Regions from separate parts of the Danio rerio genome. Here region 1 is linked to region 2. Evidence: chromatin contacts called from public HiChIP or PLAC-seq data. All regions are on one chromosome and are shown on one strand. Each heading gives the region's core, a stretch centred on a gene start, on an enhancer-like site or on the middle of the called end of the contact. The rest is flanking DNA. Distances are from core to core; before and after follow the strand shown. Region 1 holds the start of egln3 (egl-9 family hypoxia-inducible factor 3). Region 2 holds the start of akap6 (A kinase (PRKA) anchor protein 6).

The links. HiChIP or PLAC-seq counts read pairs in DNA pulled down with a chosen protein or histone mark.
Region 1: a contact with region 2 is called in an H3K4me3 HiChIP or PLAC-seq map of embryo, with 5 times the contacts expected there. The contact joins the promoter of egln3 here to the promoter of akap6 in region 2. A contact is called at or near these places in 1 of 18 Hi-C or Micro-C datasets (hematopoietic stem cells) and 1 of 4 datasets of contacts at active chromatin or transcription factors (embryo).

Annotation. Positions count from the first base shown.
Region 1 is chr17:11,111,601-11,114,300 of GRCz12tu, reverse strand. egln3 (egl-9 family hypoxia-inducible factor 3) reads left to right here and starts at 1,277. Exons shown (of 5, transcript NM_213310.2): 1 at 1,277-1,858. The coding sequence starts at 1,502. The region is part of intron 1 of LOC108179745 (a long non-coding RNA gene); the gene reads right to left.
Region 2 is chr17:10,139,142-10,141,841 of GRCz12tu, reverse strand. akap6 (A kinase (PRKA) anchor protein 6) reads right to left here and starts at 1,270. Exons shown (of 14, transcript XM_073928152.1): 1 at 1,160-1,270.

The DNA.
Region 1 (2,700 bases), core at 28-2,527, 970 kb before region 2:
CACATCCTAAAAAACGACAGTCATATCATGGTGCAGACAAGTACACAGGAAACAAAGTTTTCTTTTTATTTAAAAGCAAAAAACATTTTTTTATTTGACTTAAAATTAGGGCCATACAAAATCTGCGGACAATTTTTGCTATTTCTGTGCAGAATTTTGTTAAAAATCTGCGGGTTTATGTGGATGCAAAACTATTTTGGGAGTAAATAAATTAAAAAATACCTTTTTAACTTTTATTTAGTGTTTATAATAAAATTCCAATTAGATAAACTTTATTTGGTAAACAAAGAAAGTCTCTCATAAAATATCTCCACTAAAAGACAGACGTACAATATTACTTTACAAGCTGTATTGTAAGAAAAATCATACGAATATTTTTTGTATTAGTCGATATTACAAAAAAATTATTTAAAAACTGAATAAATATAAATTTACACACATCTACACAAGTAAATAAACAGAATTAATGATGGGCTAAAAATCTGCACATGGAAATTCCTTGTGGGTTTAATCATTATTAACCTTTATTTAGTAAGAAAATATTCGAGCAACACAATTACATATCCTAGCAGCTTCAAAATAACAAATCTAAGCCCTTATAAAACATCAGATTAAAATGTGTGCATTTTCAAGAATGTATATGTAAACAAATATCATGTTATTTAAAGTTTCATCCTAAAACAGCCAGCATATCATGCTGCAGACATGTTCACAGGATCCAAAATTTTCTTTTCATGCAAAAACATTTCTTTTATGTTACTTCTTTAATACTACACTGTAAAAAAATCCTGGTTGCCTTAATTTTTAAGCTGAAACAAATAAACCTTATGAGTCCATTGAACTTGTATTATGTTAATATGACTTAAAACAGCTTGCGTAATTAAGTTACAACACGATTCACAGTTTACTGAGTCATAATGACCTAAAGCACATGCTGTCAGGACTAACTTATCTTATAATTGTTTACAGTGTTGGTGCTATATCTGTTTAGTACAAAATATTATGAAAGCAACACATTAACAATGTCAAGCTGTTTTAAAATCCAAAATCTAAGCCCTTGTGACATTTTAAAAACGTTAGATTAAAATCCATGCATTTTCAAGGATGTAAGTGTGAGCAAATGTCGTGTTATTTGAAGTGCTTGGCCCTCTGATCCGCCGAGCGCCCCCTACAGGTTAACAAGGTGTCGATCATAGGAAATACGTGCTCTCGAGCCTCATTCGCTGGAGTAAAGTGCGCTGAATGGGGTTTTTCATATGAATATCCGCCCATCGGAGCGCGACACACATTCTGCACGTTTCACATGCTCGTCAGGTGCGCAGAGCTCTGATCCTCCGGCGCTCATGGACGCGCATTCAGAGTCCCTATAAAACATTGGCATTATTTGCCCGGCTCTCAAAGGACGAGCACACACAATTTAGACATCTCTCTCTTAAAACAAAACAAAACAAAACAAAACAAAACAAAAAGTTTCATTTGAATGCACCAGCCTCAGGACAAAATGCCGTTTCTTCAGCACGATCTGGACACGCAGTTGGAGAGTTTGGCTTTTGCGCAGGTTGTCCCGGCTTTGTTGGATCAGGGCTTTTTTTACGTGGACCATTTTTTGGGGGACATTGCAGGACATATGGTTTTGGGGCAGGTCAAACGCATGCATTCCTGTGGGCTTCTCAACGACGGGCAGCTGGCAGGGCAAAGTAGTGGAGTTTGCCGGAGGAACATCAGAGGAGATAAAATAACGTGGGTTAATGGGACCGAGAGGGGAACCGAAGCCGTCAACTTCTTATTAACCCTTATAGACAAACTCATTTCTCTGTGTGTGGGACGACTGGGAAAAAGCATTCGTGCGAGGTCAAAGGTAAGATTCATGCTGCTAAGTGTCACTTTAAAGTTATTACAAATGCATCATCTGGAAAATCATTCAATCATAATTAAAAAATGCTGTTCAAAAACTCGTAAAACAGTCGAACATGAAATATTATAAGAGTAAAAGAGGCTTTTTTTATTTTAGCTTGAAGTGTTATGAAACTTTGATTCATATTTTGTTTTATAAAATGTTTATAAAAGTATCAACTGGAAAATAAAGTTTTTATGTATTTAAATCATATTAGTGAATATTGCTGTTTAACGGCTGTTAATCGATAACAGTCAAACATAAAATATTAAAAGATTATTATTTTTAGTATAAGATAACTGTTATGAGACTTGGATTCATATTGTCATGTTTACAAAAGTATCAGCTGGAAAATGAAATGTTTGTAATGCATTTGAATCATATATCACTGTTAATTGATAAAAGTTGAACGTAAAATATTACAAGACTTTTTCAGTTTGAAGTGTTATAAAACTTCGATTCATATTTGTTTACCATCAGATGGAAAACTTATTTTTAAATGAATTTAAATCTTACATAAGTAATTGAATATAGGGTTATAAAACTCATATCTTCATGTTTACAAAAGTGTCAGCTGGAAAATAAAAAGGTTTTAATGTGTTTCAATCATATCAGTAATTAAATATTGCTGTTTAACAGCTGTGAATCCAGTTGAACATAAAATATTATAAAATTGTTTTTTTTTTGTTAGTTTGAAGTGTTATGAAACTTGGATTCTTATCGTTATGTTCACAAAAGTATAGCCTAACAGCTGGAAAATGTAAAGGTTTTAATGTGTTTTAATAATTAAATATTGCTGTTTATCA
Region 2 (2,700 bases), core at 21-2,520:
TACCACATTTCTATATGGTTGTAACCAGGTTAGCCTAGCAAGTAAAGCCTGAACTGTGACTTATCATAGCATTTATACACTGCTACTCTCCAATGATTTGACATGGTCCTTTTATCCTCATTGGTAAGTGGCTATGGATGAAAGCATCTGATAAATGAGTGAATGTAAATATACCATATTTCTATATGGGTTGTTATCACCAGGATAGCCAAGCAAATAAACCAGAATTGTGAACTTAAACTTATCATAGCACTTATGCACTGCTACTCTCTGATGAATTAAAGTGCTTTTTTATAAGTCCCTTTGAATAAAATCATCTGCTAAATGAGTAAATGTAAATATGCTATACGGGTTGTAACCAGGTTAGCTAAGCGAATAAACCTGAATTGTGAACTTAAACTTATCATAGTATTTACACACTGCTACTGTCTGATGATTTGAAGTGCTTCTTTTATCCTCACTTGCAAGTTGCTTTGGATAAAAGATGCTAATATACTATATTATATGGGCTATCATCATCAAAAGGATAGCCTAGCAAATAAACCTAAATTCTGATCCCAATCCAGTGGCGCAACACCACACCTTAAGACGCACACATGCAGCATCATCAACAAGACCACAAATCTGTATTAATATCTCCGAGCATCTGTCATGCAACGACACCCTCGCAGGGCGTGTGTGTTTTTGGGCCCAAGGTGATGATGAGGCAGGATCTAAAGCAGACCGAACCATGACCAAGCAATGTCAAACCACATGCACCACTAATAAAATCCCGCAGCACCATGAAGACAGGACCGAAATTCCCCTAAAAGCAACATAAGCATAACACACACACACAAACACTCTTTGGCTATTGAGCTGAAAACACTGGGCCATGCTTCCGTGTACAGTGGGTGGAGAAAACACACTGACTCTCTTACATTCCCAACAACAACAAAAAAAGCAACGCTGCAGATTTTGAAAGCTTATCAAGAGGCTTCAATGTATGTTCTGCCCTCCTTGTGGATGCTATTAATGCATGCGTCAGGTTCTTCCTTCAACAATGTTGTCCTTTCAATCAATCGAACACTTAGGCAGCATCACGTCTCGTTTAGATCTACACTGAATTTGCTCAAATGAAGCATGTGGATGAAGCTGAAGAGAGAAGCCGGGTACTCACCATAACACTATCTCCTCCATTTGTCCATCCAGTGCGGTGTGTGTGTGTGTGAGGGAGGTGCCACTGCAGGGCTGCCTGCCTCGAGCAGCCCTCGCCGGACGGATGCTGATGATGTAGCGCCTTTCAGGAGAGCAGCCCAGTTGCCTTGGAAACTGAGGAGTGATGGAGTGGCCGTGCTGCAGTCTGATTGGCTGGAGAGGGGTGGTGCTCTGATGTGGGGCCCCCGGTGGGTGTGGCTACAGATGAGAGAGAGGAAGCGGAGCTGTGAAAGCAGAGAGACGCAGACAGATGAATATAAACACACACACTCGTGTTTATCATCTACGTGACATTTCAATTTACGTGATCAAAAGCAACACATAAGTAATCTGTCCCTCATTTAGTTATATACTTGGTTTATTTATTTAATTTACTTCATTTTTCTTCCATTTACAGTGTTTTTGGTGTATCTAAGTGCATCCGTAAACTGTTTTCCCTGATTCCTTTCCATCTTTCTTCTTAATCGTTGGTGTTTACATTTGTAAAATTGAAAAAATATTAAATAAATCATAAAAAAGCAGCACATAAGATGAAGAAGTACTCACAGGAGTGCTCCAAGCTACCAAAGAACAACAGTTTGTAAACAATATGGCAATACCCAGTTAGTTTAATGCAGTACACAAATGCTGTTTATTCATTCATTGATTTTCTTTTAGGCTTAGTCCCTTTACTTATCAGGGGTCACCACAGAGGAATGAACCGCCAACTTATCCAGCATATGTTTTACCCAGCCGATGCCCTTCCAGTCGCAACCCAGTACTGGGAAACACCCATACACTCTTGCATTTATACACACAATTTAGCTAATTTAATTTACATATACCGCATGTCTTTTGACTGTGGGGGAAACCGGAGCACCCGGAGGAAACCCACACCAACATGGAGAGAAGTTTATTTATTGTTTTTGCTTATTTATTGTTTTATTGATTATTACGGTGTAAATTTTGGCTTGTTACGTTGGCTTATTTAAGTTTGTATTTCTCTGCATTTTTTTATTTGTTGTTATATATCTTGTAATGCTTTGAGAATAAGAAAAGCGCATCTTAAATAAAATGTGTTATTATTATTATTATTATTATTATTATTATTATACATGAAAATATTAATAAAATAATAAAATAATAATAATACAATAAATTAATTATAAAATATATATAAAAACAGAGCGACATGGTGGCTCGGTCACCTTACAGCAAGAAGGTCGTTGAGTCGAGTCCCGGCTGGGCCAGTTGGCATTTCTGTGTGGAGTTTGCATGTTCTCCTTTGTTGGTGTGGGTTTCGCTCACAGCCCAAAGACAAGTGCTATAGGTGAAATAAATGAGCAAAATTGAGTTTATGAGTGTATGTGTAAATAAATTGTTTCCCAATATTGGGTTGCAGCTGGAAGGGCATCCGCAGTGGTGACCTCTGAAATAGAGACTCATACATTCATTTTCTTTTTGGCTTAGTCCCTTTATTAATCCCTTTATTCCGCCACAGCGGAATGAACCGGAATGAACTCC